Regions from separate parts of the Gossypium arboreum genome. Here region 1 is linked to region 2. The links are chromatin contacts, called in public Hi-C maps. All regions are on one chromosome and are shown on one strand. The core of a region is the stretch at or near the end of the contact, and the rest is flanking DNA. Distances in the headings are between cores, read along the strand shown. Region 1 holds the start of LOC108468206 (2-oxoglutarate-dependent dioxygenase DAO-like). Region 2 holds the start of LOC108466565 (60S ribosomal protein L27-3-like).

Evidence for each region. Hi-C and Micro-C count contacts between places; a contact is called where the count stands out from the background.
Region 1: a contact with region 2 is called in a Hi-C map of leaf, with 4 times the contacts expected there. The contact joins the promoter of LOC108468206 here to the promoter of LOC108466565 in region 2. A contact is called at or near these places in 2 of 5 Hi-C or Micro-C datasets (both in leaf).

What each region holds. Positions count from the first base shown.
Region 1 is chr7:14,594,926-14,601,203 of ASM2569848v2, reverse strand. LOC108468206 (2-oxoglutarate-dependent dioxygenase DAO-like) reads left to right here and starts at 3,766. Exons shown (of 3, transcript XM_017769101.2): 1 at 3,766-4,438; 2 at 4,572-4,887; 3 at 4,967-5,356. The coding sequence starts at 4,104. The coding sequence ends at 5,209. It overlaps LOC108455842 (probable U3 small nucleolar RNA-associated protein 7), which reads left to right. Exons shown (of 7, transcript XM_017754406.2): 5 at 35-102; 6 at 446-494; 7 at 1,030-2,442. The coding sequence ends at 2,055.
Region 2 is chr7:14,114,528-14,119,955 of ASM2569848v2, reverse strand. It overlaps LOC108466565 (60S ribosomal protein L27-3-like), which reads left to right and starts at 1,358. Exons shown (of 1, transcript XM_017766943.2): 1 at 1,358-2,006. The coding sequence starts at 1,433. The coding sequence ends at 1,840.

The DNA.
Region 1 (6,278 bases), core at 2,517-5,016, 480 kb before region 2:
GATTTACATATAATTGCTTGTTCTTTTTGTTCAGGTTAAAGAAACAGTACGGGATGTAGTGTACTTGCATAATGAACTCTTTTTTGCTGTTGCTCAGAAAAAGTAAGCCTTCTCGTATTTGCAGTGAAAATTTCATTTTGTCACAAAAAATAAAAAAACAAAGAACAAACCTTGTGTTTGCATCTGCACCGAGTGTGCATCTCATGATCTTTATGATTAGTGGTGCATGTGCCTGGACATAGGGCTGCTGTCTGTTGGATGTAACGCTGTCTTATGGAAGCAAATCATTTATCTTCATCAGTTATACCTATTTAAAATTTATGTTCCATCTATTAATGTTGCCATATTTCTATTATTATGTCATCAGTATGAAAAATACATGCTGCTAATGACAGCCCTTCAGAGCTTTATTGGAGTAATGCAGCTAAGGTGCTTATTATTGTAGGTACCCTTATATTTATAATCGTGATGGAACTGAGCTCCATTGTTTAAAGGTCAGTGTACCTTTCTATGAACACTGCTACTTAATTAGCTGCTATATGTGCATGGTGTTAAGTCATGTATCATCTTCTAGAAACTAGTTAAATTGCTATTCTGTTTCACCTATTTTTTTATATTTTTCTTTGTTAAACTGTAAGAAGATTAAAAGCTTTGGTGAGGTTTGTATTATACCTGAACTTGTTGTTCCAGCTCCCTTTACCCTATAGCTTACACTGTTCTCCTAGAAACTTAAAAATTTCTTCTCTTTAGCCCATATTATCCTTTTCTGTTTCTCTGTTGCATGCCCAAGCTTATGAAGTATGAGGCTACTGTTTATTCTGTGGTTTAGATAATTATTGGGCCTAGCTGTTTATTCTGCAGTTTAGATAATTCATGGGCTCATTAAATCAGATCATGATTCTTTGAATAAGCTACCAAAATCCTTTAGCTATTTCGGGGTTTGAGTTCATTGTTAGCAATTCATTCTTTCTTGGTTGTGAAGTTTACTGTTTATGCATTAAGCAGACTGAGTTACAAGATTTTTTTCAGGAACACGGTGCAGTACTAAGACTCCAGTTTCTGAAAAACCACTTTCTCTTGGCATCAATAAACAAATTTGGGCAGCTTCATTATCAGGATGTTACAATGGGTGAGATGGTAGGCAATTTCCGGACTGGTTTAGGCCGCACTGATGTTATGCAGGTCAATCCATTTAACGGAGTTGTTGCATTGGGTCATTCTAGTGGTACAGTAACCATGTGGAAGCCCACCAGTTCTGTCCCACTTGTAAAGATGCTATGCCATCCTGGACCTGTCTCATCATTGGCGTTCCATCCAAATGGGCATCTCATGGCTACATCTGGGAAAGAAAATAAAATCAAGATTTGGGACTTGAGGAAGTTTGAGGTTATTCAAACAATGCCAGGTCATGCAAAGACCTTGAATTTCAGTCAGAAAGGCTTGCTTGCTGCCGGAACTGGATCATTTATAAAAATTTTAGCTGATTTTTCTGGATCTCAGAATTATAATAGTTATATGACTCATTCTATGGCTAAAGGTTACCAGGTAGGGAAAGTTTTGTTTCGACCGTATGAAGATGTTTTGGGGATAGGACACTCCATGGGTTGGTCTAGTATTCTTATTCCAGGATCCGGGGAACCCAACTTTGATTCTTGGGTGGCAAACCCATTCGAAACATCTAAACAGAGGCGAGAGAAGGAAGTGCACTCTCTGCTCGACAAGCTTCCACCCGAAACAATAATGTTGGACCCAACCAAGGTTGGTACAGTGAGAGCACCACAAAAGAAAGAGAAGCCAACGAAGAAGGAGATAGAAGCTGAAATGGAAGCTGCCATTGAAACTGCAAAGGATACCGACTTTAAAAAGAAAACAAAGGGAAGGAACAAGCCGAGTAAGAGAGCAAAGAAGAGACAAGAGATGATTGAAAGAGCCAAGAAACCGTTCTTGGAACAACAAATACAGGAACATGAAAGGTCTAGAAAGAAGCAGAAAACCAATCCGGAAACTGAAATGCCGAAAAGTTTACAGCGGTTTGTTCGTCAGAAAGCAGCTTAATTATCTTTGATACGATTGCATTAGCCTTTCTAGAAGATCAACCTGTTTTCGTCTTTCCCACAATTTTGTGCTTATCTGACCTAAAGAAGAATTGAAGCCAGGTAGAGGTAGGCACCATTGAAGTGTATTCTCACTGTTCTATACATACAGAAAAGGAAGCTAGAATTTGCTTAATTTTGTTGTGTTTTAGCATGGAACTTGTATCTTGTAGAATGAATGCCAGAAAACTGGTTTTTAAATCTCGTGTTGAGAATTGGCTTTGGGTATTTGTTCGTACTTTTTTCATGGTATTTTGAGTTGAGATTGTATTTATATCATTCTAGCGGTGGATTTGAGTTATGTTTCAGTATTATAGTTTGAAATAGAGTTTGGGTGGTTCAATATTAACGTCTCCCGAGTGCTTCGAGGTTAGGGCACTCTTTTTAGAACAACACCGGACCGATCGGGCTATAATTTGGAGTAAGGGTTGAACATAATGATGATTTATGAAGGGGTATGAACAGATTATTGGTTAAATTATCGATGATTTTTTTATAAATTATTTAATTAAATTAGAAAAATTGATTAGATTAGAAATGGATAGTTTGATTAATTTGATCACCTATTAGTATGAATTGGTAGATTTTTATAATAAATGTTGTATGCTGTCAATTGATTCTTAGGATAGTTTAGTATTAATTTTTAGAAGTATTTTTAAAAGTGTTGTGAAAAAATAATTTTGAAGATTACTCTTGAAAAATAAAATGTTTATTTTAGACATGATGATAATAATGTAATAAATATGTATTTTTAGTTAATATTATGATATTTTAGTAAGAATATAAAATAATTTTTAATATTTTAATATATAAAATATAAATTTTAAATATTTTTAAACAATTAATACTAATTTTTATAAAATTTAATTTGAATATATAAATTATATTTTAACATTTAAAATATAATCAATAAAAATTTAAATATATAATATTATATATTTAAAATAAATTTCAATAGTAAGGTGATTATATACTCAATATAAATATTATATAAAATATTTTATAATAGTTAAAATTATCTTTTATTCTTAAAAATACTTTTGCCAAAAGTAAAAATTAAAAAATTGTTTTTATTTTCGAATTCAAAAGTATTTTTAAACACTTTCGATGTTGGAAGTTGTCTGTTTAATATTATTTTGGCAGAAGCACTTTTGACCCTAAACACTTTTGAGAAGTAATGTTAAACTAAAAGTCAGTTTAGCATTACTTCTTAGAAGCACACTTAGAACAAAAAAACTTTTAAGTAAAAATACAAAAAAAATTTCTTTGGAAAAATATTTTTGACAAAAATTTTAGCTTTAATTTAAAAGTGTTTTTTACCTAAAAGTATTTTTAAAAATATTACTAAATAATTTTAAGCCTTAATTTAGTTGACATCAATATTATTGTTTAAGTAAAAGACTTGAATTTAAGTGTATTAAAATATATTATTTTTCTACTTAAAATTTAAAATGAATTATAAGTAATTTTAAATATTATAATTAAAAAATTATACGTTGAATTTGATTTCTTAAAAGAACAGTTTGCTGGCTGGCACTTAATTGAATGTTTGAATTTTTTTTTTTCTTTCTTATATACCGATAAACACGGCTTTTGTTGAAACATAACTCTTATCTTTGAGTTGCGTATTGGTTTGGCAAAATATCTTACCAGAAAATGGAAACGTGAAAAACATGATTGGGTTTTGGATCATGCACTTACACCCATTATTATTATTATTATTTTCTTTCTTCTTTTTGGACTCATCTCCATCTTTGTATACCATTGCCAATTTGCCATTGCTTTCAATCCAAACACTATGTCGTGGATTTCCTTGTTTTTTCTTGGTAAATTGCCTCACTTTGTCGGAAGAAGAAGCTAAAAGCTGTCCCGTTGCTGCTAGCTCAATCCCCCACTTTCAGCATTAACCAAGGCTCAACAATACTTAATAACCCTTATAATATATAAAAGCTATTATCAGTTCCCATATGAAGAATTGAAATAAGCAGAGGAAAGTGAGTGAAAAAAAAAATGGATAAAACCCAGAGTATTCCAACCATTGATCTTTCAGATTTTCCAGCACAGTATGAGAAACTAAGGCGATCATCTGAAGAATGGGGTTGTTTCAGGGTAGTCAACCACAACATCCCTTTTGAATTGATGCAGGAAATGAAGAAAGTTGTGAGATCATTGCTTGACCTCCCCATCCAAATCAAGCAAAACAACGTCGATGTCATTGCCGGCAGTGGTTATTGGGCTCCCAGTCCTAAAAACCCTCTTTATGAAGCATTGGGTCTCTATGATATGGCCTCCTCCCAGGCTATTCATACCTTCTGCTCTCAGTTGGATGCCTCTCCTTCACAAAGGTCTGCCCCCCCTCCTTTTGATTTTGTCTACATGGGATTGTTCTTGTTCGATTTTAGATTTTGAATACCCAATTTGAAGTTCATATGATTCGACATGTTCAAATGAAATTCGGTTTGATTTATATTGACCCAGAGACACAGTAGCGAAGTATGCTAAAGCAATACATGAGGTAATCATGGATATAGGTGGAAAAATAGCAGAGAGTATGGGATTGAAGGGTGATTACTGCAAGGAATGGCCTTGCCAATTTAGGATAAATAAGTACCATTTCACCCCTCAATCTGTAGGCTCGGCTGGGGTCCAATTACACACTGATTCTGGCTTCTTAACAATACTTCAAGACGATGAGAATGTTGGTGGACTTGAAGTGATGGACAAATCTGGTGAATTTGTAGCTGTTGATCCCTTGCCTGGCAGCCTCCTTGTCAATCTTGGGGATATGGCCACGGTGAGCTAATCATCCCTTTCTTTAGATGTGGCAGTTCGTGTATTCTCGTGTCGTAATCTTGTTGTTGATTCTGATTCAGGTATGGAGCAATGGAAGGTTACACACGGTGAAGCATAGAGTGCAATGCAAGGAGGCGAAAACTAGAGTGTCGATCGCCACGTTCCTCTTGGGACCGAAAGAGGAAGCGGTGGATCCGCCACCGGAACTGGTGGATTCGGACCACCCGCGACTTTACAACTCGTTCACGTACGAGGAGTACAGGAAGCTGCGGCTGTCGACGAAATTGCAAGCTGGTGAGGCTCTTGCACTTGTTCGTACCTGATCTCAAAGAAAGATTGTGTAAAGCATATTGCAATGTAATGAAAGTCCTCCCCTTCTACCCTTTGTTTGATGAATAAAGCATGAATTTGAATTTCCCTAGAAATGAAGTAAAAAGTAAAAATAGTCCATACTCATTTCCAACATATAATGACTGTATATTCCATTGCAAAAGGGGTTGCCTGAACCTCCGGATTTGCATTTTTGCGGAGAAATTGGACCTAAAATTTTCAGATTGGCCTTAAAATCTCTAAGATGTGGCAAGAGGTAAATGTATCATGACTTTGTATTTTGCTCCTTCTGATTAAAAAAAAAGATTGACGCGACTAATTGAATAATCAAATAGTGACTTGTGGTATGTTATGTGTACTTTATGTCAATGTATGAAGATCAATTTTTAGCTGTAGAAATGGATAAAATTCTTAAAATGATCAATTTATTTTTTAATCTAATGTACTGGGATTAATTGTTCATTTTTTAGTAGAAGGGGTAAATTGCAAATTGTGGCAAGACTTGAACATATTTTGTTGCTATTGATGATGAAAATCTTTTAACAATAAAAATGGATAAATTTTTTAATAGAATGATCAATTACTCTTTAATCTAATATATAATAATTATTTTACTTATATTTTTAATAGAAGAGTCAAAATATAATCCCTTATGATCTCAAGATTTGAACAGATTTTGTTGCTATTGACCTTCAAAAAAGTGATACTGTTTGTTAGCTAAGCATTGTACAAGTTATATTAATCTTGTATTTGTTTATAAATGCGGCTAAATTACGCAGCAGGAAAAAGTAGGTTTAATTAAATCCAAGGCTTCATCCAATTATTTCATTAAATATTTTGTAAATTTTGAATTCTGTTGACTATTGCTATTTGTCTCTCCTTCATATGGGTTAAACTATATATTTATACGATATAATTACTGTTTATAAATATAATATTATAGGTAAATTCTTATGTATTTTGATACATACCCTATTTTAAAATTAACGCGTGTTTATACGATGTAGGTTTGCTTATATGATAGTGCAAACCCACATCATGCGGTCTCATAGAAATGTATGA
Region 2 (5,428 bases), core at 109-2,608:
TAAAGACTTTTTAAAATTTTATTTTCAATTTGTCGTGAAATATTTATTTTAATGTTTTTAGTCTATTTAATGTATTTTATTTTTTTAAAATTATATAAAATAAAATTTAAAAATTTAATCTGGATTGAATCTAAATTTTAAAATTTTTATTTGAATTGGACTTGAACAAAACTTAGACCCACAAAATTATAGTTATATGATATACCATATAAATTAAATGATCTTTCAAAATTGCGGGGAACTTATAGTATTCACAAAACTAATTTTTGGATATTATCATATCATATGTATGTAAGTCGCATAAAGTTTTATGTCGTAAATTACACCATATGGTTAAGTTTGTTGTTTAATAGCTTTAATTGTGTCTTATAATCTAATTATTTCATATAACTATAATATTTACAAATTTAATAACATTTTTTACAAATGGAAAAAAATCACACATAGCATATTCATATTATATGTTTGACTAAATCCTTGTATTAATTTTTAATCATAACTTATATTCTTTCAAAAAAAAATCACTCTTTCAAAAAAAATTCACTAACTTATATATAAAATATTTATGACATAATTGAAATTTTAAATTAAGTTATTTTGCAAGTTATAATCTGACATGGCATTAATAATTAAAATTCAAATAAATTATCTTCTAAACTAGTGCTTATATGCATACTTAGTGATAATAATGATTATACTAAAAATTATGATTATATTAAAATTGATACAATTTAAACTAAAATCGATGAGTTAGACTACTTGAACTAAAACCTATAAAAACAACCGTACATTATAACTCGAGATCCATGCACATATTTAAGTTTCAGATTTTGGATAAAATCATGTAGCTTGTGCAACTTTCACCTTCATTGTAGTTTTCATTTTATTTTAATAAATAATCTTGTACTTATACTATTTTGAGTATCGTTTTCATACTATTCAAATAAAAAATCCTATAAAAACACATGAACGAATCATATCATAAAACACAAATTCCTAATATATAAATATTTAAGGTAAACTAAATTGAAAGTTACTAAATTATTAATAAATTTACGTTTTGATCACTTAACTTCAAAAAGTTATAAAATAGTCATTAAATTATTTAAAAATTTTAATTTAAAAATCGATGTTATATAATCTTCTTTTATATTTATTTGCATACAAAATGCATGCGAAAATTATTGGACCTAATTAGACCCATCACTCTGACCGGAAAATTAAGGCCCCAAAATCTAATCCAAATAAAATAAACCTATGATTCTTAGTATAGCTAGGGAGTTCATAAATGTAAGCCCAGCCCACCAAGATTCCGAAACCTATAGGGTTGCACTCAACTCGCAGTATATATTACCTCATTTCCTTTTTTCCTTGTTTCTTTACTTAGGGTTTTTGGGAGAAGAGAATCAGAGCCGCAGCTGCCGCCGTAGCCATGGTGAAGTTTCTTAAACCAAACAAGGCAGTTATCGTCCTCCAGGGCCGATACGCTGGCCGCAAAGCCGTCATTGTCAGATCTTTCGACGATGGCACACGTGACCGCGCCTATGGCCATTGTTTGGTTGCAGGGATAAAGAAGTATCCCAGCAAGGTTATCCGCAAGGACTCCGCGAAGAAAACCGCCAAGAAGTCACGCGTCAAGTGCTTCATCAAGCTCGTCAATTACCAGCACCTGATGCCCACGCGCTACACCCTCGATGTGGACTTGAAAGACGTGGTTACCGTCGATGCTCTCCAGACCAAGGACAAGAAAGTGGCCGCTTGTAAGGCAACTAAGGAGAGGTTTGAAGAGAGGTTCAAGACTGGGAAAAACAGGTGGTTCTTTACTAAGCTCAGGTTTTAAGTGTTTTATTGGAATATGTTTTATGCTTATGTAGTTTTATCGAACAATTTTGAATTTAATGACGGGTTTTGAATCTGTTTGGATAAGATATTTCTGGGTTATTATTTTTGTTATATTATGGAACGTGATTTGCTCATTTCTATAAGAAATTTAAGCTTTTGAACTATTTTTTGTCCTTTATGATTTATCATTTTGTCTTAACGTAGATCTGTAGGTCAATGGACGTTGAGAATTGAATCTTTTAATGTTTGAACCTATTATAATGTCATCACTGTCACTGATTTATTTTTGGATTTTTGAATGTTTTAGCTAACCCAAGAAATGGGTATGCTTTACTGCATTTTGAATATGCTTGGATGTGGCTTTTCATGGTTATCGCTGTTTCTGTAAATCTGCATTGATCGGGAGATCAAGCTTTTAGTTTAGGGTTTATCCATTATACAAACTATTTGATTCTTAGTTGAAGTGAGCAACATGTTCTTGTGTTTGGCTATCGGAAGCTTGAGGTAGCGGAGTGGGGCTTATTGAAATTGGAATCATAATCCATATGGGAGGGCTTGATGTGCAAATCCAGTGGACAGAGGTTGTTTGTTACCTATAGTTTACTCGTATAACGAGCGTTGCACTGAACATTATGCACTCGTTACACAACCACCACTTAGAGGAAAGTTCATGAAAGTCAAGCAAATAGTAGGCAATATTCTAAAAAGCAGTGTTTTACATTTCTAGTTTTCAAAATCTGACCTACTTGGATTTTGTTACCCTGCATTGTTCCTTTGGGTTTAAAGTAGTGTTCATTTTTGTTATACCACCTCCGGAAATGGCTCCACATGTCACCCCTTGAACACAATGCCGCTCATGGACTACCTTCGTCAAGAGTACTTGGCCTCACGCTCATTGATTGCTAAGCTGCCTTAGAATGTCTCATTTTCGATCCACGTGGTCATGTTGCACCCTGTATAAAGGGGCAACAAGATGTGACCTTGTCATCAGTAGAACTTTGAACATGGCATCTCCTGTATCTTTTGTATGTAAGTCCTCTCATTCTTTTAACAAGGGGCCATTCCATTCCAATATATCCTCTACCTTTCAACTTGCTCTCCTTCCCTATAACATCTGCAACTGTCCTGCTACCGTCGATGGTTCTCTGCCTTTTAAGGGGGTGAACAAGCCACCTTTCCTACCAGTTAGTCGGTTTCCACCATTATCAATTTTGTGTTTTATGTTGTACATTTGATTCATCTTTTTTGGACTAGATGGCAATTATTTAATTTTACACATTATATAGGTTTGGATTAGCAGTGATTTGCCTAGGGCTTCACATCTATTTGTAGTTACATTATAAAAATTATAAATAAAGGGAGAAATGATACTTTTCTGCCATCTCACGCCAATTATAACTTTTTTATTAAGTTTCTGAAGTTGATACTAATTCCTTTTTCAATGTATAACTGCAATGTCAAAACTAGATTTCTAATAATAAATTTGTTTCAAAAGCCAAATCGACCGCTCATTTTAGATTGTAGTCGTTTTAATGTTTCTTTTATAATTCTTTTAGATCTTATAATGTTAAAAGTTTGATTTTGTATAAGTTGTAGATTTTAGTTCTGAATAAATGATAATAATTAAATTTGTTTGGTTAAATCTTGCTATTAATTTTATATATATAACACAGAATTTAATGAATTTAATAGTTATCAAAGATCAAAATCTTAAAACCCTAAAAGTATAGAGATTAAAAATGATAAATCTATAATTTATACATAGTACATAGGTTACTAATAAAATTTAACCTTTTAAAAACTACAAAAGTCCACCTAAAATTAACCTGAATAAATTAATGTAATAACTATTGTTTCTCTTCTTTTTTAGTTTTTAATTTTATTACGCTGTAATATTTCTATAGTTTTAAATTTTATAATTTAAAAACTATGTGGGAAATGAATTTGGACAATAATACCAATATTTTTATGAACTTATTTGTTTATTAACTCAATTTGCTTCGGAAGTTAGAACATGCAATCTTAATGTACACTGAAATGGTTTCTGGATTACAAAATTCATGTAACATGCGAAGATTGAAAAGGAAATCGTGGTAAATGTTACCTTCATTATCACCTTGTGAAGTATTTGGATCCATAGGAACAAAGTATTATTAGAGGGTGCAACTCCAAATCATGTAACTGTTATTGGAACAATTTTTGAGATGGTAATCAAACTGAAAACCATCCATCACGATAAGCAATGGTTATTCAACTAGAAATCTCTTCATGTATTATATACGAAAATTTCATTTATTATTTAATTAGAAATCTCTTCATGTATCATCTGAATAAGACACAAATTTATAGGAAGAATCATCAAAGGCAAATAAGTTTTTTACATAGAAAGTTTGAATCGACGAGGACATCCAACTTTTTAAGAAAGTTGCTGCAAAATCTATATAGGTGCAAGTGTTATGGCCTAGAACTTTAATATAGTAAATCACGTTATTTTAAACGATTCTTTTGTTTCAAATCTATTTAAGTTAGTTAACTTTTAAAAGTGATAAATCACAAAAGAAATTCTTTCAGACATCGAAATAAAGCAGAAGCAAACTTTAATAACTCTAAATAAAATCATTAAAAGAAGCAAAAAGCGAACACAAAAGCCACAAGAAAGCTAAACACACCAAGTGTTTGAGTAAATACTTTCAATGTATATTTAATAACTCTAAATAAAATCATTACAGATGAAGGAGAGGGATATATTTATAAGTTGAGCCCCCTAGATCCAACGGTATAGTTTAAATTATTAACATCAATATTACAGCCTATCTACAATATGAAAGCCCGAATGGATTTAAACTCTATACAAACTTATTGTTAGAACGATTAATCAACTCAAAATCGTCAAAAAGGGGATGAAATGACCCTTTAAAAATTTACAGTAGCTAAGAAAGTAAATTGAGACAATAAACAAGGCGATATATAGTGGTTCAGCCCCAATTGGCTACTCCATTACCTTAGCTTTTTACAACTAAGGATTTTCCCAAATTTACTAATTTGAAAACCTTTGAGGACAATGTTTAACCTTACAAACTCTCTTAAAGTTTCTATCAAAACCCTAAGACAGAATCCTCTTAAAGAGTAAGCAAACTAAGAACAAACCCTTACAAGATCAGAATGTTTGCAAATTAAGCACAAATACAAGAAGAAACACTTGAGCTGAAATGAATAGAATGAAAGCTCACAAGTGTGTATAAAGAAAATTGTTGAGAATTAAAAGCACAATATTGTTTTGATTGATTTTTAAGCTTGATAATCTTTCTAGTTATTGTAGAGTCTTTGAAAGATGATATTTATACCTTTAATTGATTTCCAACCGTTATGGTTGTTGGAGAAATAAATAGAATCCTTGGGGATGAAATAATCAATGCATTTAATTCACTTGCAACCAAGAGTATTGGTACTTGCTAACAAAGTATCAAAATCTTTAACATTTAATGCAAAATTCAGTGACCATTAAAGCCAAAAATATCGATACTAGTAAACTTTTATCGATACCTTATGAAAAATATTGAGATTGGATTAATTCTTGACTAAAATG